Linked DNA regions of Rattus norvegicus: all the other regions are linked to region 2. A link is a contact called in public Hi-C and HiChIP or PLAC-seq data. All regions are on one chromosome and are shown on one strand. The core of a region is the stretch at or near the end of the contact, and the rest is flanking DNA. Distances in the headings are between cores, read along the strand shown.

Region 1 (4,473 bases), core at 66-2,565, 240 kb after region 2:
ATAAGACAAGCATGGCAATGCAGTTACCTAATAGGCACTCAAAGGTGAGGAGTCTTGTTAGCTAGAAGGGTATTCCTTTAACAAGAAAGATTTCTTTCATTTAAATCAAAGTTTATTTTGGATTTATCAAATCACTTGTAGTTTCAGCTCTGAAAGGCTTTACATCTTAAACCAAGGCCAGCCTGGACTATAGACTGGGTTCCAGGACAGCCAGGGCTACACACTGAGAATCCCGTCTCAAAACCCCAGCCTCCCAAATAATTTTATTTAACTCTAGTTTTGTAGTTACTCCCCTTTACTCAGGTTGTTGTTACTAGCTTCATCTATATTCCTAAATGTTTCTCTTTAAAGTTTTTTCCTACTGTTATGCAAACAAGTGACTCTTGATATAGCACTCCTGTGAAAATAGTCTACTAATTTTTGGTATCTGCAAAGAATGGAGATCTCTTTGTTGACTAGGCATAGTATATCCAAAAAAGACCCTACTGTAGGCAGGATAATGATCCCCCAACAAAGAAATTTGTGTCAAGGAGCCTTTTCTAATGTAGTTAAAAGACTGTGCACCTGAAAATAAGATTATTTTGGTGAGCTCCTAAAACAAAAACCACTGTGGAAGGTTCAGGAAATGCACCATCCTTGGCTTTGAAGAGGTCAAGTCAAGGTGTGGCGATTCTTCCACTTCCTAGGAAGGAAGGCAGCTTCTCTAACATTTGGATTTTAGCTTTAGGAGACTTGTATGGCAATTGTGGCCTACAAAACCACATGACACATTAAGAACACATTTGGCTTCAGGTGCTTGTCTGGGAGACGTCGGACAGGCAGAATTCATTCAGCTCCTGCTCAATACGCTGTCTTGCAGAGGGCAGCTGGCTGCGTGGTGTGCTCTCCCTCAGGGTAAGGCACAGTCGCTGCTCATCTCAGAAGGTGAGGAAAATCCGAACCCCAGGGGTCACCTTGTTTGTGCATGGGCTGCTAGTTTTTCACTCGCAAGAGTTACGATAAACTAGGCAAACCCACGAAAACGCCCTCTTAAAACTCGCCTCCTGACGCTCCTTGGCGACAAAGCCAGGACTCACACTGTCCTTTACGGTCCTGGGAGGATGTCACACGCCTGAGGTCGTGGATTCTTTTACAGAAGAGGTTCGATGTCAGCGACTTGCAGTACCAAGTCTCGCGATATTTGGATTTTAGAGGACTGCGCCAGGCCAATCTCGCCCGGAGAGGAAGTCGCTTCCGCTCGTTGAAAGGATAGACCGTCTTCTCGCGATATCTGGAGGGAGGCGAGCGATGGAGCGCTGAGGAGCTCATTCTCGCGGGATTTATAGGCTCCGGCGAGCGTTGTTTGGTGGTTGAGGTGACGCCGCCGCGTCAGGCCCCACACAGCGCCCGACGCTCCGGGCGGGCAATGTCGGGCAGCAGGCCCACGTGCTGTGCCCTCCTCTCCGCTGAAAGCGGCGGGGTTGCTGGGCGCCATCACCTGACCCGATGGACGCCTCTGCCCCGCATCCCCGCGCAGACTCCCACAAAGGTATGAGCTCCGAGCTCGCGCCTCTGCGCAGAAACACGTCCTCAGGGCACTTCCGGAAGCGGTTTCCGCGTGGTTCCCGTGATTGACAGCGGACGATTTCGAACCCTTTCACCGCGGGAAGTCCTCGGCTTTGTGATTCAGCCTTAGGAGCCGGGACTAAAGGATGTAGTGCTGTCCCTCTGCTGAGCAGTGGGATCAGATTCCTCATCTGTAAAATGAATGAGAATTATTGGTTTTCGGTGACTATTCGATGCCAGTGATTACACTTTTGGTCCATGGAGTTCAGTAAATGTCATTTTTGTCTTTGTGTATTGCCAGTTACTAGTCCATAGGAGGGATTTGCCAAGTAGATGTGCAAAGGCCTATTTAGTTCAGTTTACTACATGGTGTATTGAAGCAGAATTTTGACTCTACTAGGTAACCAAGAGCTTTTGAAGGTGTAGTTATACAAACCATCAGGGACGCAGATTAGCCCCCTAGCTTCTATTAATAAAAGTGATTGCAGTAACAAATTACAAAGTTAACTCAACCAGGCATGTGAGAGTCAGAGACCAGCTTGGGTAAATCAGTTTTTATGAACTCAAGGGCTGGAATCCAGGTCACCAATGTTAGCAGCAAGTTCGCTTACGGGTGGAACCAACCAGACAGCCCTTACAGAACAGATTTACAATTGAGTGTTCTATACCCTGGAATCATGTGATAAATCTTGCCTTTCCTTTGAGGAAGATATCTCATGAAAGTAAGGAGGGATTCAGTGCTAATTTCAGGGTAAGAAACCAACGTTGGACTCGTTGGACTGAAAATTGGTCATGTTGTAATTAAGGACCTACAAATAGAAATGCCTTTATGAGTCTGACTGGTAAAGGCAAACAGTGAATCTTCTAAGTGGTGATGGTGGGACTGGTATGCTTGTTCCTCGGTTGAATCTATTAGATTTAGTCACTTTGGTATTTTAGGGGGAAAATTGCTGATGGGTAAAACAGACCACTCAAAGGCTCTGATGAGGAAGTATGTTTCCCATGTTGGAAACAAGCAAATAAGGCACTTTGGAATTGAGGGAGGCACACCAATCATAAGGAAACACCCCAGTACCACCTTTCACAGAGAAGTCCTTCCATGTCCAGCAATTCCAGTCTTTGTAGTAAAGAATCTTTCCTGGCTCCAACTTCATCTATTTGATTCTAGAAGTTATCCAAACTCAGGTACAAAGGTGCTTATAAAAGATGTAGTGGTGTTTTTCACATACAAGCCTACCAGAGAAACTTCTCTGAAATGTGCTTTCCCATAGCATGCCTTTCTCTTCTTTTTGTAAAAAGCACCTTTTGCCATTATGTTTATGCCTATGAGTTTTTTAGGGCCTATATATCTCACTAGATCAATAATTTGTTTTCACTTAAAAGTTCAGCTTATGTTTTTATTTTTTTTAATTAGAGGGTTTATTATTCCAATATGTGTAGATAAAGAATTAGATATCTAGAATCATTAAAATATATTTAAACTACTGATACACAAAGTTTTTCAATAAGTCAAACTATAGGACTAAATTAATATTCATGAATTGATGGTACAAGTGAAGGTTAGAGGAATAGAGAGAAGGGTATAGAATAGTATGTTTTGTTCATTGATGTTTTAGGCATTTTTCATATGTACATTAATGTATTGATTGATTTATTGATGATCCCCTTGGGGGTACATTCTTGAAAAGGAAGTATCTCTAGTGGAAAAAAAACAGACAAAAACAAATAAACATATTTAAACAGATTGTAAATGCTATTATGGTCATAAAATACTGAGAGAATAATGGGATATCTACTAAATTAGGTGGACTAGAGGTAGATTGGTTGTGAGTGATTCAAGATAAAGTGATGGTAGCGTATACTGAGGGAAGAGTAATCCAACTACTAACTAAATCAAATCTGATGCTGCCTTTTAAAATAGTTTTATTAGAATACAGCCATGCTCATTTAGTTATTGTCTGTGGCTGCTTTTTGCTTTAAAGAGTAAGAGACTGTACTCACTAAACTATAATTTAACAATCGCTAGTAGTCGACTGTAGAAAAAGTTTGCTAGCTCTTGCTTTCCAGAGATGTTGGCATAGAGAAAAATGATAGTTTTTGTTTGTTTTCATTTGTTTATTTTTTTGAGATAGGGTTTCTCTATGAAGCCCTGACTGTTCTGCTCTATAGTTCTTAGTCCAAACTAGCCTCTAACTCAGAGAACTCAGAGTTCTATCTGCCTTTGTCTCCTGAGTGCTTGGATTAAAGATTTGCACCACCACACCCAGCTGTGATTTGTTTTTGATGTAAAACCAGAAAAAAGATTGCAGTGGAATGCATGTAGGAGTAATAGAAAAAGAGGTATAAAGGCTACCTTGAAAAGTTGTCTGTGAATGATCCTAGTTAATAAGATGCCAGCAAACTGCTCACTACCATTTTTGACAGTGTTCTTCATTATATGGTACAGTGTCTGATGAACAATTGATATTTAAAACATGTATGTTGAGTGTCAAATTAAGGAATTAGGTCTTTAAAATGAGAGGGTATATCCGAGGTAAGGAGATGCATTGTTTAAAACAGAAATAATGTGTTAAGAATGACTGTAGTGGCATCATTAGCTTAGTCTCAGCCTGTACTGTTTTAGAAAGAAGATACTTTGACTTGCACATCTTTTTTAACTGTGTAGTAGAGTGTTAATTTCATAATAGTATAATAGTTCTCAGTTTGGGTCTAAAAGTATAGAATAGGAGAACATGTTTTTTCATGTGATTTTGGATAACTATGGTAAGACCACCTCAGCAAAGTTAGTGCGAATAATGCTTTTGAGGAATAATTGAAGAGTCACAGTGAGCTGTTCTTGCTTAAAACAGCATACATCCATCACTGTAACAGTGAATGTTATAAAGCTCTAACTGGAGCTCTTCAGGAAGATCCCAGGAAGTCATTAAT
Region 2 (4,229 bases), core at 1,013-3,512:
ACTGCAGCGTGGGAACTGCACTCTAGGGACCAGGGGGCGCCCCCACGCATGGCCTGAGCACTAACCCTGAATGAGACTTAGGACGCTGGGGAGAAAGGCTAACAGAGAAGCCGTCAACAGCAGCCAGGGTTTAGTACCGGGGACTTGGGAGAGGGAGGGCCTGAGTGATCCTAGCGGAGAAGCCCAACACCAAAGAACCCCCAGAACACGTCCCCCCTTCCCCTGCTCCAGCCTGTGGCTTCCTCCGGTGCCCCGGAGGCCGGGTAAAGGGCGCAAGCGCACTTAGGGACAATATACAGCGACCGTGGCCCATCTGGTCCCGGCCTGGTGTGGCTGTAAGCGAGGTCCACGTGGTAAGCCCCGCAGCCAGAGCTCGCTCTACACACTTTTCCACAGCCTTGGGAGACACCGCGGGAGCTCAGTTAGGAAGTGCGGCAGCCATCTGCAACTTACACTATTTGTGCTCGGAAGTGGGCGGCCACAAGGATCTTTCCCTCCTCTCCCACTCCCTCCTGGTGAACTCTTTAAAAATGCCGAGTGCACAGGGAAGAGGCCCAGGCCGGCGCCGACCGGGGTTCTGGCTGGGCGCAGGCTGTTCTCGGGGCGGCGGAGCCCCGGTGCTGGCCAGGGCCCCTGCGGGCCCCAGGCTAGGTGCTTGCCTTCCCCGGATTCCACACATTTCAGCCAGCCTCGTAAACACAATGAACCCGGCGGTTCAGCACACCCGTACCGAAGATTTAAGGTGGCAACTTGTTTACAACTGCCCCTCTCCCCGGCAGGCTGGGAGAAGAGGCGGCCCAAGACCTAGAAGAGAAGGGACGTCCTCTCCCGAGAATAATTTTTAAGGGAGCAAAGATTTCAAGCTCAACGAAAGCAGAACCGGCTGCCAAAAAAGGAAACCACCTTTACTTTGGCTCCCTCCCCTCTGTCTCTCTCCGCCTCTCTCCACTCCGCCTCCCCCTCAAAGAGGTTAAGAAATGTGGCAACGCCGAACTTTAGGTTGCAACCGTGGGCAGGGGCGCGGGAGAAGGGCGCTGGGGCCCGGGGCAGTGCCGCACTGCGGCCGCCCTGGAGGTGGTCCACTCCGGACGGTTTCCAAAGCTCCGGAAAAGGCACACCAGGGAGGGCGTGTGCGCGCGCACACACCACACACACATACACACTCACACACACGCACCCCTCCACCCCCTGCGGACCTCAGACAGCCCTTTCCTCCGGAGTCCGGAGGGAGAGTTTGAAATTTTCAACCTTCACTTTGCTGCTTTCTCAGGAGAGTGTGTGTGTGTCTGTGTGGAAGGGATTCCAAGGAGGAAGAAGAGGGGAAAGTGAAGAGGGAGGAGGGGACAGAAGTGCACCTTGGAAATCTGCTCCAGAGCGAAGGCGGCGTCGCAGTAGCTGGGCCGGTGCAGATAGTCCCGGTCCGGCGCGGCGCGGTGCGGTCCCCCGGTCCGTCTGCGCCTCCCGCCGCCGGCCTGCCTGCCCAGGGCCCCGGCGGCGTTACCAGCCGAGGCCATGTTGCCGCCGCCGCCGCGGGCTCCGGGCGCGCCTGGGCGCTCGGCTCGCGAGGACGCTGCTGGCGGCCGGGGACTCCGGCTCCGGGTGACAGACCCGCTGCTGCCGCTCACACGGCGGGCGCTGCGGGTGCTGCGGCCGTGGCCGCTGCCGGGGACTCAGACCCTGAGCCTTCCATTGCCACATTGCGCGTGAGTCCCGAGGTCTTTGCGGCCGCCGCTGCCCACATCCAGCTCGCGGGAAGGCGAGAGCCGGCACTTCCAGGGCGCGCCTCGCGGTCCCCAAGTCCCCCCCAGACGTCCCCGCCCCGCGCCGCGACCCCTTCACGGCAGAAGGCGCGCGCAGACCCCCGCCGCTTGCGCCGGCTCCCTCGGCGCCCGCTGCGGGCGACGCGACGGTGCCCGGCGGGTCTCAGCGATGCCGGGCCGGGGCTGCCGCCGCTGCTGCTGCTGGTGCGGCTGCGGCTGGAGTTGGCGGTGGCGGCTTCTGAAGCGGCTGCTCGCTCTCGGGCTGCTGGGTTCGCGGTGGCTGCTCGGTCCCGGACTCTGCTTTCTTGTTCTCCTCACCGACCCGCTGGACCATTCTGCCCCCGCGCCGCGCGCCTCTCTCGCTACCGGGACCTGAGGACTCCGCTCTGTGTGTGTGCAGCGGGCAGCGGCCGCAGCAGCTCCTTGACTCAATAGATGAGATGGAAGAAGAAAAAAAAGAACTCTCTCCATTTGGAGAAAGAGGAGGAGGAGGGGAGGGGGTGGAGGGGGAGAGAGCGAGCGAAAGAGAAAAAGGCTGGAACTCCCGCCCCCGGGGCTGTCAGATGGCTTGGGTTTCTGCGACGCGATTGGCTCTTGGAGGGCAGAAATTACTCAGCAAACATGACTATTATTAGCTGCTTAGCAACAGCTCACCAAAGTAGAGAGACCACCCAGGTAGGCAACCCCCGTGTGTGCATCCCAGGCTTGGGGGTGGGGGGGCGCTCGCCCAGCGCCAACCTTCTCGCATGCAATACTTCCATTAAGGAATGCTTCCCCCTCCTTTCTTTCTTATTTCTTTTCTTTTCAACAGTGTCTTCTTTTTTTGAGACGCTTTTTGCGAGCGAGCGCGCGCACACACACACACATACACACGCACACGCTCACACAGGAGCATTTGCCTCGTAATAGACAGGGGGGATATGTAATATTTTTTTAAGCGCTTAAACAATTTCTGAGATTCCTCAAAGAAAACCCTTTTAGAGGCACTTTGGCCTCAAGCTGCAGCGAATACTGGGAGGTCCGGCTTGAATTCCCAGGCCTGCACCAATAATGACAGGGTGGTGGATAGTGCGCCAATGTGTGCCAATTTTTTTTTCTCCTCTTTTCTTTTATAACCAAAGGCAAGACTTAGACTCTTGCAGGGAACAACGCCTTGTATTAAGATAAACAAAATGGAAAGTTAAAGAGGCGAGCAAAGATGTTGGGAAAAGCCACCCCTTTTTAAAACCCCTCACACTCCCCTAGCACCCCCCCCCAAATACACAACAGCACAGTCCAATTTGAACACGTCTATAAGGAGAAGCCAGACACAGTCTGATTTTTTATTCGAATGTTGAACATATAAAAAGAAGCAAATCTTTTCAGCAGGCCAGAGAAATGTAAATGAGAGATTTCTTGATTATTTAGGGTTCATCTGGACCCCCATTAATTAATCACATTCTTAAAAGAAAGTTTTAAGCTTTTTAAAAAATAAAGCTCGATACGCATCCTGTAACATTTAATAGCGTGACGTAGGAGAGAATAAAGGCTTTGATGTGGAATTCATTTTAAACATATTGTTCATAGATCGCTAATATTTGTCCTGATATTGCGTCCAGTGTCACCAAGACATCCAGGGGATTCACTTTACTGTTGAACAAAACAACAACAAAAATGCGACGTGGGGGAGGGGAGTGAATCTTGGAGCCAGCAACACTTTAAATTGTCTACTCAACTACGCTCTTTAAGAAAAATAATAACAACTCTTAAGAAAGCACATTCCATTCTCCTGTAAGTTTGAAGTTCCTCCTTCCCGCAGTAGACACCAGACCCAGGAACACCAGATTCTGTTACGTCCTATTTTTTTTTCCAACTTGAAATGCAGAGGGAACCGGAGTAGTGAGGAGCCAAATGAACCCGTGAAATGGGGCAGTGTGGCTTTAAGATGCACACGGTGTGTGTTCATTGAAAAAAAAAAAAGAAAGAAAAGGAAAGAAAGAACCCAGATGGAGGGAAAGGGGGAGGAGCGGGGAGAAGGCGGAGCCTACTCCACCACGTGACCCGGAGCAAGAGGCCCATCCGCGCACCCGCGTGAGTGTGCGTCCGCGCGCTCCAGTCTTCGGCCTGCTCTTGATGAGGGCGCACAGGTAACAGGGTCCGCGCGCTGACCTGCACGCTCCAGCCCTCATTACAGTACGCACAACCTTCCCGGGCCCGGGGCTGTGTGCGCGCCCTACCGCCGCGGACAGACGTGCTGGGCACGCCGTAGTACATTCCTGAAGGCGGCCCGGCCCCCTCGCGTTGCCCAATGAACGCGCGGCTTCTCCGCTGCTGGCCAATGGCTGCGTTCCGGCCCTTCCATTCAGCGGCGCCGACTGCGGTTAGACAGGGGCCGCGCAGGGGCGCGCGGCCACCAGCGGAGCACCCGGCTCCTAGGGCCCGGGGTGGGGGTGGGGGTGGGAGTTGAGGTCTCCCCCACCCCCATCATGT
Region 3 (4,072 bases), core at 727-3,226, 130 kb before region 2:
GCCGAAAATAAAACACTCAAACCAGGCGTAGTGGCACCATGCCTTTAATTCCGGCACTTGGGCGGCACAGGCAGGTGGATCTCTGTGAGTTCAAGACTAGCCTGGTCTACCTAGTGAGTTCCAGGACAGACATAATGAAACCTTGGAAGAGATGGGGCAGCATGGCATTCAAGCACTGCATCGTTACCTGAATCTGTGAATCTTTGTATTCTCTTTTCCAATGATATTAGATTTTTAGTAAATCACTGGAAATTAATTCATTTATGTCTTCTAAGAGAAGTTTCCATATTAAAAAGTTAGCTAATAACCATAACACCATAAACAACACCAGAGAATATGTGTAACATAAACTAAGGTTTGTTTTTTTTTTTAAGGAGCATTTGAGGATGAATTCTCAATGATCCGAGGCTGTACCACTCCTATTACGGTTTTAACAGTTTGAGATTCCTTGGGGCCTCTCTGTGGTATAGAAAATCCAACCAACTTCCTACTGGCCAGGCTGGCCTCCTTGAGGTTGATTTTATAAATACAAGATTTGTGTAATCACTGCTGGAACTATTTGCCAAAATATGGAAGCAGTTAAGAACCCCATCATTTAAAATGTGCATACAGCTTCACATGGGCAACAACATACCAGCCATGACCACCCAGACAAAGTAGCATTCAACAGCTAGCTCAGTTGATAAGATGCTTACCACACAAGCCTGAAATCATGAGTTCTACCCCCACAATAGTAATAGTGTTTGTCGCTGTGTGTGTGTGTGTGTGTGTTTAAGGTTTTAAATGTGTGGCCCAAACTTGTGATCTCAGCAATGGGGAGGCAGAGAAAGGCATAACCCTAGGGCTTGCAAAGTCAGGTGAACTCCAGGCCAAATGTGATGGGTGTGAGGAGAGGCAGGAAAGGGGTGAGGAGGGAAAGAGAGTCACTCCTGACAACACCTCTAGCTTCTACGTACACATTTGTGAGCACTAAATCTGCCATTTGGAACCACCCTAAAGGTGAGTGAGGGTCATCCACAAACAGGTATCTCATGTCAATCACACCCTATGTCAATCACACCCGCTTAAATTAATTGGGGCATTGGATTTTTTAAATCATCTCAGACTAGGGGAAAATTCTAGGCACACAGAGGTCTTGAACATCCTCGGCCTGGCCCAAGATTTTCGTCCAGCACCCTCTCCAAGACCAAGCACCTAAAAATTGTTACAGAAAGCACATTGTACCTTTAAACCCTCTGGGCCTGTCCCTCAAGCAGGTGTGGGAGGGCATTCTTGGAACCCTGGGCCAGCTGTTCTTAATGGATGCGGAGCAATAAACTTTACCTTTGCTCCAGTCCTTTCAAAAGTACCTGCAGCTGCTCTGAACCCAGAGGGAGAGGATTTGCTTAAAACAATAAAAATAAAAATAAATGGGGACGAAGGGTAACTGTACCATCACCCCAGCCATGCCCACTAGGATTCACCTTGGGCCTTAGACCCTGTCCCTCATTGTCAGCCCCGTCCGGCTCGCCCCTCTCGGCTCCTCACTCTGGTGGAGCGGCCCTCCAGGTCGACCCCGCTCTCGCGGAGATCAGTTTCCACCGGGTCGGTCGGCCTCTGCCGAGCTCGGTTCAATTCCGGATTAACCACGCCCCCACTGTCGGCCTCACCTCCCACCTGGCTGTAGCCACGCCTCTCGCCAGGCCCCGCCTCCTGCCGGGCTTAGCGCCATCTCCTGCCCCGCCCTCCCGCGGCTCGCACCCGCCTACCGTGGCTTCTCACCTTCCAGCTTCAGACAGAGCGCCGAGGGAGCGCTGCTTGCCCACGTTGAGACTCGGCGCACGTTCTCGCGAGTCTTCCCTGCCCTGGCGGAAAGCGGCAGCCTTCCCGGGTGGTCCTCACCCAGAGCTCCCTCAGCAGACTGGGCCGCGGCGGAAAAGAAGCCACCTCCCGGCTTCTGCGGCTTGAAAACTTGGCACGACCTCACGGAACTTGTTATGCTTTGACGAGTTTGGAATTTTCCCGCGGTCGCAAGGGAGTGGGGCTGCGCGCGCGCACGCACGCACGCGCAATGCACTCTGGGGGCGAGCGCGCTCCCGCGGCATGATGGGAAGGTCCTTTGAGTCTCCTGGAGGAAGTGGGCGACCGCGGGTCGTGGCTACTGCGCCGCACCGGGCTAGGGCTTCGTAAAAGAGAGAACTCTGGAATGTGGTTCATAAGAGAAGGGAGTTGCCATATGGGTCAAACTCCACAAACAGGAGTTTTGTCTTTGGCTAGTGATCGCTCCAATCCCTAGTCAAGCCCATTCACTGCTTAGTTCAAGTTCAAACCGGTTCAGAGTTGCATTTAAGCCACATAAGAAGAAACTTCCATTCTTGTCAAATGAGACTTGGCTTATCTTTTATTCTTGAATTTTTAACATTACACTTGTGTGCATGTCAAGTGAGCATAGAGGACAATTTTGTGGGAATCAGTTCTTTCACTAATGGAGATACCCAGTCTTTGGTGGCAGGTGCTTTTTACCTGTTGAGCCATCTTGCCAACCCTTTTTAAAAAATTGTTTTCTAATTTGGAGCTGCATAAATTACAGATGTTTGAGTTTAGGGAGGAGTCAAAATAACCTTAAAATTTTAGAATCTTTTAATTAGTACCCAAGAACCATCCATTACAATCATAAGGCCACAACTTCAAGTGTGCCTTAATAACACATAAGTAATATGTGCATGTAATAAATAGCTCTTATATTTAAATACTCTGTTGCAGGATATTTGGTCACACTGAATCCGGAGGTTGTAAGCTGGAAAAACCTGTTTCTAGATGTGGTATGGTTTTACCCTAGCACACACCTTTAATCGACATCTTTCTGTTTATTTTAAACGGGAATAAGATTAGCTGAAAGACAGTGCATGGTAGAAAAAAAAAAAAACCTGCTGAATTAGATCACCTGTATACTTTAAAGATGTTTAAACATCAGAATAAAACTCGGGGAATGGGTTAAGTTGGGGAAGAGGAAAGACTGTGTGGGTCTATCAAAATCCAATCCGAGTAAGAGAATCTTCCACAAGAAGGGCATGACTCAAGGAAGGAAAAGCAGCAGGAAGCTGATCCCCTGCCTGGGTTACTGTTAACGTCAGTATTCTAAAGGCATAGCCATCTTACCATTGAACAAATCCAGTTCATAAAGCAAGTGCTACCAAGGTTATGAAGCTCACAAAATCTGAAATGAGTATATTGATTTATAACAAGGTTTGTTGTTGTTTTTAATTAAGGGAGAGGTATAAGAGATGGGTCAGCCATTAAGAGCACTGACTGTTCTTCCAGAGAACTTGATTTGGAGTCACAGCATCCACATGGCAGCTCACAACTATTGGTAACCCCTGTCCAAGGGATTGATGCCCTCTTCTGGTCTCACTGGGTACCACACTGCACAAACATGAATAAATACATATAAAATAACAAAAATTTAAAGAGAGACACCAGGGGAACCTGATCCAAAACTAACACACTCTGCTTTACAGAATAGCTTTTTTTTTTTTTTTTTGTAGTTGAGGCTTGTGCCTTTTTAATGAGTCATTTTAGTCTAATCAAGAATAGCACCTGTGGGCTGGAGAGATGGCTCAGCAGTTTGGAACACTGACTGCTCTTCCAGAGGTCCTGAGTTCAAATTCCGGCAACCACTTGGTGGCTCACAACCATCTGTTTTGGGATCAGATGTCCTCTCCTGGTGTGACTGAGGACAGTTACAGTGTACTTACATGTAATAAATAAATAAATCTTTAAGAAAAAGAAAAAAGAAAAGAACAGCATGTGTGGTGAGAGACAAGTGTAAATGACACTTTAGCCCTAAAAAAAGCCATACAGTGACAAGTTTTAAGGTTTTTTTTGTTAGTCAGTATTTACCAGCAAAAACAATGTGAAACCATGTTCGTTTCTTGTTTTTTAGAGCAAAAGTCACTATTTTGGTACTCAGATTTTTTTATATATTTGAAAAAATGGCAGTATTTTTATGTCAGGTTAATGGTTAATAAAGAATTACTGGGGGGGGGGGATTTAGCTCAGTGGTAGAGCGCTTGCCTAGCAAGCGCAAGGCCCT

What was found. Hi-C and Micro-C count contacts between places; a contact is called where the count stands out from the background. HiChIP or PLAC-seq counts read pairs in DNA pulled down with a chosen protein or histone mark.
Region 1: a contact with region 2 is called in a Hi-C map of Schwann cells, with 5 times the contacts expected there. The contact joins the promoter of Ercc6l2 here to the promoter of Ptch1 in region 2. A contact is called at or near these places in 9 of 12 Hi-C or Micro-C datasets (the A7r5 cell line, Schwann cells, frontal cortex and 5 more) and 1 of 1 datasets of contacts at active chromatin or transcription factors (oligodendrocytes).
Region 3: an H3K27ac HiChIP or PLAC-seq map of oligodendrocytes shows a contact between it and region 2, with 9 times the contacts expected there. The contact joins the promoter of Fancc here to the promoter of Ptch1 in region 2. A contact is called at or near these places in 1 of 12 Hi-C or Micro-C datasets (mammary epithelial cells) and 1 of 1 datasets of contacts at active chromatin or transcription factors (oligodendrocytes).

The regions. Positions count from the first base shown.
Region 1 is chr17:1,312,898-1,317,370 of GRCr8, reverse strand. Ercc6l2 (ERCC excision repair 6 like 2) reads left to right here and starts at 1,315. Exons shown (of 19, transcript NM_001400699.1): 1 at 1,315-1,528. The coding sequence starts at 1,486. It overlaps LOC102554174 (a long non-coding RNA gene), which reads right to left and starts at 1,210. Exons shown (of 4, transcript XR_360679.4): 1 at 1,077-1,210.
Region 2 is chr17:1,553,604-1,557,832 of GRCr8, reverse strand. Ptch1 (patched 1) reads right to left here and starts at 2,262. Exons shown (of 24, transcript NM_053566.3): 1 at 1,356-2,262. The coding sequence starts at 1,514.
Region 3 is chr17:1,684,993-1,689,064 of GRCr8, reverse strand. Fancc (FA complementation group C) reads right to left here and starts at 1,976. Exons shown (of 15, transcript NM_012557.2): 1 at 1,762-1,976.